Linked DNA regions of Zea mays: all the other regions are linked to region 1. A link is a contact called in public Hi-C data. All regions are on one chromosome and are shown on one strand. Each heading gives the region's core, a stretch centred on a gene start, on an enhancer-like site or on the middle of the called end of the contact. The rest is flanking DNA. Distances are from core to core; before and after follow the strand shown. Region 1 holds the start of LOC100277758. Region 2 holds the start of LOC103645607. Region 3 holds the start of LOC100283389 (cytokinin-O-glucosyltransferase 1).

Region 1 (2,718 bases), core at 104-2,603:
GCCCCTCATCTGTACACCCTAGTGCGTAAGCGGTCACTCCAGCACTGACAAACTCCTGATTACATTCTCACACACAGTAATTCCTAATTAGCTAACACAAAAAACTTCTGGCAACAAGTATGGTGAAGATTCAACAAGAATCAATACATTTAGGTTTTCTCCACCTCCTCGGTCAATGACATTCTTGTACCGCTTGAACAAACTGATCGCTATGTTACGCGATGAGCGGAAGTCGTCGTCATCGGGCGAAGCATTAACATGGAACCGATGCTGCATACAGCAAAATGCTTTTTGAGAGTGGGAGAAAAAAACAGTGACCAAAATCGCAAAAATGGAGGGCAAGGAATACCAGGCAGTGCCTTGTAGTTCTCTCGTTTAAGCTTTTACACAGATGATGGCTGGTCCTAGTGAAGCTAACTTTGTAGCTGTGAACAATGTGCGGCTTCTGTACACGATAGCCTTCCGCTGAACTGCAGACCGCACTGCATCCCAATTTACCGTGGAAAGCAGAGGCACTCTTCTCGGAGAGTTTTGGGTCCCGGCAAGAACTCGTCGGCCTCACGAAAGGAAGAGTTTCGTGTAGCATCAGCAGCATGGCTGAGCGTTCATCAGACGTCAAGCTACCTGCACATTCGCCTGAAAACAGGAGAGGGCTCTAGAAGGCAGTTCGACCTGCGAACAGAGCATGGTCTAATTATTCGCGAAGAAGAACTAGGAGCGCCGCAGATCTTGCATGCTTAAATTATGCTCGGTTACAACAAGCATTCTGCTGATCTCCCGGGTTTGGTGGCAACATATGAGGGATGCGTCCGAAGATTAAAACCGAGCGAAATGAGTACTCTTTCTCACGCATCGTGTCATAAGGTAGAAGTATGAGCAATGGCAACCCTTGCTGAATGAACCGACCAACACATTCCCCCCCAGAATACCTGATGTCAGTTAACACTCGTTTGACTACCGGCGTGAGACTAAAAATCTGCGCGTTTATATCTCGTAAAGTAAATACGGAAGTCATGGTCCATGGGAAGAAGAAGAAGACGACGAATCAGTATCGAAGAAAAGAAAAGAAAACTAAACTGTATTCCCCTTTCGAAAAAGTTCGCCAAAGAAATAAAACTGAAGATCCCCTGGCTCATGAATACTAGCCCGAACAAGCAGCCTGCGTACGGGAACCATATGTCCAGATCGCATCACCAGATACTGAGCTGAAACAATCCGAACGCGAGCAACGAACTGCGACGAGAGCAGGCCTCACCTCCCGGGGGGGGGGGGGGGGGGGAGGGGGCAGGCGGGCAGCGGCCGGAAGATGGCGCCTGGCGGTGTCTCCAAGAAGGTGGGAGTGGGACGGCAGTGGGACTGCAGCGGGACGGGAAAGGTGGGGACGTGGGAATATATAGATACATGGAGGGGTTAAGTGGCTAAAAAATTGGGCGAGCGAAGATGAAATTCGAGGCCCACAATAATGAAAAAACGACTGGCGAGGCGCGCGGAGGAAAGCGCGAGCGCGAGGATGGGAGCCCTCGGCCTGTCGCTGTAGCTGTCGCTGAGCCTCCCGAGATGGGCCTGTTTGGCTGCTCCTGGCCCGTGGAGGGAATCCGTCTGGGCTCTTCCTCCCTTCCCTTGTTCCTTCTGGGCATTCTGTTCTGACTGCACACTGCAACGGCACTAAAATCCCATCTTATCTTATACACGCAGCGCGGCAGCGCGCACACACATTTCTTTCGTTGTCAAGGCATTAATAATCGCGTCTGCGAAAGATAAGGCCGTGGAATGATCACTCCATTTTCTTTGGAACAAGGCGTGTCTATAGCGGGGGAAAAATCATGGATATGAAAATGCCAGCAACCGCAGGAATACTGGTATATTTATATAGCTGATTATTATTAACCGAGCATCTGGATGAGAGGCCCTGAAGAGTTTCAGTTGCTACTTTGCAACAGCAACGCTCCAACGAACAGAGCAAAAGATCTATAGAATGCTTAATGTGTCAGCGAGGGGGGGGGGGGGGGGGGGGGTGTTCACCGGTTCACCCTCACCTAATGATCACATGCGTCCTATCGGTGTGCTATCGAGTATCAACACAACAAACAAGGTCCCGATCGTGCGATGTCGTTGCTCGAGAAGAATTCTTTGGCATATCACACCCGTGCATGCCCATATCCACACCCATACGTTGCTTATCCGCATGTTTATCCCACCCGTTCTTGCTCATGCCCAACTCCCCATAATTAATTGAGTACCCAGTTTACTTTGTCAAGGTAGTAGTAGTACAGTTAGATCTCCGATCCAGCTAATGGACGGCGCAGCAACTGAATGCTCGCGGTGGAGCTATAGTTGATAACATATTTTTTAAATAGTTTACAAAATGCTTTTGATCTAAATAATAAATAAAATGATTTATTTAAATGGTCTTCTAAAGGTTCACAACAATAGCTCTAAATATTAATATATTTTTTGTATATATTTAGACAAAGTTTAAAGGTTTGACTAATCGAGAAGTAAGAACGACATAACAGAGAAAGTATAACGATGATAACTGAGCCAAATATAACAAAATCTGCAAAAAGGTTTAATTTATAATCCCTTCGTTCTTTTTTTCTTTATTTTAAAAATGAGCTAACAGACGACATACACTCTACACTAGTAAATATAACTAGTTGAACAGTAATCTATTGGAAGATGATCTTAAGCAAAGGGGCCATCGTGAAATTGCAAGTT
Region 2 (2,718 bases), core at 159-2,658, 240 kb after region 1:
CCTCGGAAGGAGGACTCTGCCTCGCCCGACCCCAAGGCTCGGCCTTGGCCTCGGCCTCGGAGGGTGGTCTCCGCCTCGCCCGACCCCAGGGCTCGGCCTCGACCTCGACCACGGGAGGAACCGCGTCCTCGCCCGACCCCGGCCTCGGCCTCAGGAGGAGTCTCCGCCTCGCCCGACCTTGGGCTCGGACCGACCGCGCCACGGGGGATACATCATTACCCTACCCCTAGCTAGCTCAGGCTACGGGGGAACAAGACCAGCGTCCCATCCAGGCTCGCCCCGGTAACAAGTAATGATGGCTCCTCGCGTGCGTCCATGACGACGGTGGTTCTCAGCCCCCTACGGAAGCAAGGAGTCGTCAGCAAGGTCCCAACAGCCCTGACAGCTGTGCTTCTACAGGGCTCAAACGCTCCTCCGACGACCACGATACCGCGTACACAGGGCTCTAGCACCTCTCCGACAGCCACGTTGGCATGTACACAGGGCTCAGGCACCTCTCTACCGAACACGTTAGCGCATAGCTACACCTGGACCCTCTCCTTGCATCTATAAAAGGAAGGTCCAGGGCCCTCATGCGGGAGGGTCGCGCAGGAGGACGGGCTGACGAACATGCTCGCTCTTTCTCCCTCGCGAACGCTTGTAACCCCTACTGCAAGCGCATCCCCCTGGCGCAGGATAACACGAGCCGCGTTTTCCCCCTTGTGTTCCATCTCGCGCCAACCCATTTGGGCTGGGACACGCAACGACAATTTTACTCGTCGGTCCAGAGACCCCCCGGGTCGAAACGCCGACAATTTCCTTTCTTTTATTCTTCTTATTTTTCTTATTTCTATTTTTCATTTCAAAATTTTGAATTCACATTAACTTCAAATTGAAGTTGAATAATTCAAATATAAGTGCAACATTCGAGGAATCCCAGCATATATATTTTTATTTATATATTAATTACTTATTCACTTATTTAGAAATGTATTTCAAAGCTGAAGTACACACATTATTAAGAAATACTATTTCGAATGAAAATTTAAAGGTTCTTCCACAATCCAACATTTACTACTTATTATTATTTATTTAAATTAAAGAGATATGTTTATAAAGGAAGAAAATCATTTATAGAAGTCATTTTATCTTAAACTCTTTTGGAGGAATTTTTATATCTCACAAAATATGATTTTGAGTGTTACAATTAATACTTTACTATTGGAACAAAATATTTTGTTGATGGCTTAAACCATATAAAATATATTTATTTTTAAATTATAAGATATTTTTATAGGACACGTTGTTGTTGGAGATGCTCTTCAGAATATTTTGTATGTGTAAGTGCTAAAACTATGCGCAGAGCAATATTTTGTACGTGACACACCGAACGTGACTACAACAGACTTCGATAGTATGTATGATAGCGCATAACATGCAGATCCAGTCCCCCGGTGCGGCAGCCTACCGTGAAGGCAAGGCTCGGCTTGGAGTTTCGTCTTCCCTTTCTCGGACTCCGAGTCCCATCTGGCCATCACGCCGTATCACGCGTTCCTCTCCTTTTTCTTTTCCTTATTACAGACAAAGACTTTTCCCACTCCCGTTCTCTGTCTCTCTCCTGCTCGTTCCCCCTTTGTCTAGCCCGTACGAAACCCTAGGCTCCGCCGCCCAAAACCTCGCCGCCGCGCCGCCGTACGGCGGCGCCCCATGGCCCCGGCCTTCTCCGTCCCTGACGCAGAAGACCTCCCAGCCCGCAGATCCGACGCCTCCGACGTCGCAGGCAACGTCTGGGACCTCGCCACCCTCCCCACGCCCCCCGCCGGCGGCGGCCGCGAAATATACATCTACCGCAACACGTTTAACCTCGTCCCGCGCTCCATCGGCGGCAGAGCCCGCGGTCTCAGGTCGCTTAAGTTCTTCGGCAACGATGTGGAGGTGCTACCCGCGGATTCCGGGGACGAGCTGGACGGGCTCGAAAGCCTCCAGGTCAAGGTGTCCGCGCCCAGGGTCTCAGGGGCGCCGCTCCGTCGGATGCAGGCTCTCAAGGAGCTCGAGCTCTCAATGGTGCCGCCCAGGCCATCCTCGTGCTCCATACTGGCGGAGGTTGCCCGGCTCAAGTGCCTCACCAAGCTCACCATTTGCCACTTCTCGATTAGGCATGTGCAAAACCTTGAACTCAATTGCCCGTGCCTGCTTAAGTGTTGTTTTCGAGCTTAAATGTTGTTGCTTTGTTGTGTTCCCAGCTATTTTTTCTACTAAGTATTCAATTCAGTAGCATGATGGTAGGGGAAATGGAGTCTATGACTAAGCTTGGATGGGTAACCATGATTAGTAATGTCTGTTGGTAGGCTGAATGTCTCTATGCTAGGTAGCTTCTGATAACCATGATTTCTTTGTCAAGTGTCAATTTAGGTAGAGGGAATGATTGTCGAGCATATGTTTTTTTTTACTTTGCTACTGTCATAAATTTTATTCATTTGTTTACTGTTCAATTCATAACAGTACAAAAATTCTGAATTGTGGGTAGCTGCTACCTGCTATTCGGATTTCAAACACTATGATGCATGTGCATTATTTATTGTGCTTCATTGCTTCAGTGGGTGGTGGTGGTGGTGGTGGTGGTGGTGCACCCAGTGGCTATCCATTGGCGTTTGATTAAGATGGTTGCTTTCTGTAGAATCTCCATAACTTTCCTTATTGCTGAAAATACAATGGTAGCCATGTGCATTGTGCATCCTT
Region 3 (2,718 bases), core at 62-2,561, 200 kb before region 1:
TGATTTGAAATCATCTTATGATTGAAAAATTCGTGTTAAGTTTTCAAATTTAAAATTCAAATTTTATAAACGGTCTCGGATGTAGAAACTATTAAAATAAAACTTGTAGATCTCAAAAGGTTATGCAACTTTATAGTTGGTCACATTTTCAAATGAACTCATTTAATGCCTTAAATAATCAAATTACTCTCGGTTTGTTATAGTACATGGAGAATGAAAACGTAATATAGATGTAATTGATGTAGTAGTGTAGTGGTATAGGAGGGTATGCGCGAGAGAGAGGTTGCGAGTTCGAATCTCACCATTTACAAAACATATAAATTTGAATTCAAAATAATAGTGAAAAATGATAGGGCAATTGAGGTAAGGTAATAGTAGGTAGGGTTTGGAGAGTTGTTCTATAATTTTAAAAAATGTTTTGCTATTTTTTTAAAAAAATTTGATTCTTAATTTGCCGAGTGTTTTTCTTTGTCGGGTGCTTTTTGGACACTCGACAAAGTTTTTGCCGAGTGTCCGAAAAAAAATACTCGACAAAGAACCTTTTATCGATAAAATATTTGTCGAGTGTAAAATAGTCTTTGCCGAGTGTCTTAGACACTCGATAAAGAACGTGATTTCGGTAGTGACTCGGGTTGATGGACTAGAGGAAAGGAGGCTGTAAAGGGCGAAAGGCCTAGGACTTTGAATACTCGGTTGTACTGCCCGGATAGTCTGGGCTATGTATGTGTAACATCTTTGTGCTGAACAGGTTATGGAACAACTTGTAAGCAAATTGTTATCTCGAGCTAATACAGACCAAATCCGAACCTTATCCCTTTCTTGTTTCTTCTCCAATTCCAATTCTCTGAACTGCTGACACGAATCCGTTGGTGGCATCGTCACATCGGATCGGCGGATGCATGGTCTCAAGTTGCTAGTGCATGTCGCTGCCGAGCGGTGAGACGCAGTGGTCGCGCCGAAGATAAGAGCCGCCGTGAGCGCGATGGCGCCGGGCACGTACGGGCGCCAAGCCACCATGTCCCAGTCCCATATGGATCACGGCACCTTTTACCATGGATGCGCGGGCGATGCGCCCCTGCCCCAGCACCAGCTATTCTTGGTGCGCCTTGCATGTCTGCTGAAGTGTGGATGGCCTCCAGGCTCCAACAGCTGATCTCACAACGGCACGCTCTTGCACACAGGAAGCTCTGCATGCATCTGGGTGGGAGGACAGGCGCCGCGCCGAGACCCGAAAGTAAGGGGATCCACAAAGAACAACGCTCGCCGTAGCCCGTAGCCTTTCCGCCCGTGTCGTGCTCGCGCTTCAGAGCGTCCTGCAGTCTCCATGGCCGCCGCAGTCGACACCGCGGCCGTGGCGGGCGCGACCGGGAGGCTCAGGGTGTTCTTCCTGCCCTCCTTCATCCGGGGACACCTCATCCCGCAGACCGACATGGCGTGCCGCGTCGCCGCGGCAAGGCCCGCGGAGGTGGAGGCGACCGTGGTCGTGACGCCGGCCAACGCGGCCCTCATCGCGCCGACCGTGGCGCGCGCCGCGGCCGCCGGCCACGCCGTGCGCGTGCTCTGCTACCCGTTCCCGGACGTCGGCCTCGGGGAGGGCGTGGAGTGCCTCGCCACCGCCACCGCGCGCGACGCGTGGCGCGTCTACCGCGCCATGGAGGTGGTGCAGCCGTCCCACGAGTCGCTGCTCCGGGACCACCGCCCCGACGCCATCGTCGCCGACGTGCCGTTCTGGTGGACCACCGGTGTCGCCGCCGAGCTCGGGGTGCCGCGCCTCACGTTCCACCCTGTCGGAATCTTCGCTCTGCTCGCCATGAACAGCCTGTTCACCATACGGCCCGACATCATCGGCCGGGCCAGCTCCGACGCCGCTGGGACGGTGCTGTCCGTGCCGGGCTTGCCCGGGAAGGAGATCACGATCCCGGTGTCCGAGCTCCCGACCTTCTTGGTCCAGGACGACCACCTCTCCAAGGCGTGGCAGCGGATGAGGGCGTGCCAGCTCACTGGCTTCGGCGTCATCGTCAACACCTTCGCCGACCTGGAGCAGCCCTACTGCGAGGAATTCAGCCGCGTGGAGGCGCGCCGCGCCTACTTCGTCGGGCCCCTGGGAAAGCCATCGCGCTCCACCATGCACCGCGGCGGCAGCGGCAACGCGGACTGCCTGAGCTGGTTGTCCACCAAACCGAGCCGGTCGGTAGTGTTCGTCTGCTTCGGGAGCTGGGCCGAGTTCTCAGCGACTCAGACAAGAGAGCTCGCCCTGGGGCTCGAGGCGTCGAACCAGCCATTCCTGTGGGTTGTCCGCTCCAATGACTCCAGCGATGACCAGTGGGCACCGGAGGGCTGGGAGCAGCGCGTCGCCAACCGTGGCCTGGTCGTCCACGGATGGGCCCCGCAGCTGGCCGTTCTGGCCCACCCGTCGGTGGGCGCGTTCGTGACGCACTGCGGTTGGAACTCGGTCCTCGAAGCCGCGTCCGCCGGCGTGCCGGTGCTCACGTGGCCGTTAGTGTTCGAGCAGTTCATCAACGAGCGGCTGGCCACCGAGGTGGCCGCCTTCGGCGTGCGCCTGTGGGACGGCGGCAGGCGCAGCGAGAGGGCCGAGGATGCGGAGATCGTGCCGGCGGAGGCGATCGCGCGGGCCGTGGCCGGTTTCATGGAAGGCGGAGAGCAGCGCGACAAGTTGAACGCCAGGGCCGGGGAACTAGCGGAGCGCGCGCGCGCCGC

Evidence for each region. A called contact is a pair of places that touch in the nucleus more often than the background predicts.
Region 2: a Hi-C map of leaf shows a contact between it and region 1, with 7 times the contacts expected there. The contact joins the promoter of LOC103645607 here to the promoter of LOC100277758 in region 1. A contact is called at or near these places in 3 of 25 Hi-C or Micro-C datasets (ear, leaf and tassel).
Region 3: a contact with region 1 is called in a Hi-C map of ear, with 4 times the contacts expected there. The contact joins the promoter of LOC100283389 here to the promoter of LOC100277758 in region 1. A contact is called at or near these places in 5 of 25 Hi-C or Micro-C datasets (bundle sheath, ear, endosperm and 2 more).

What each region holds. Positions count from the first base shown.
Region 1 is chr1:282,023,031-282,025,748 of Zm-B73-REFERENCE-NAM-5.0, reverse strand. It overlaps LOC100277758, which reads right to left and starts at 1,353. Exons shown (of 7, transcript NM_001412145.1): 1 at 1,256-1,353; 2 at 350-672; 3 at 148-270; 4 at 1-55. The coding sequence starts at 595.
Region 2 is chr1:281,780,654-281,783,371 of Zm-B73-REFERENCE-NAM-5.0, reverse strand. LOC103645607 reads left to right here and starts at 1,408. Exons shown (of 10, transcript XM_008668634.4): 1 at 1,408-2,135. The coding sequence starts at 1,687.
Region 3 is chr1:282,218,697-282,221,414 of Zm-B73-REFERENCE-NAM-5.0, reverse strand. LOC100283389 (cytokinin-O-glucosyltransferase 1) reads left to right here and starts at 1,311. Exons shown (of 1, transcript NM_001156290.2): 1 at 1,311-2,718. The coding sequence starts at 1,325.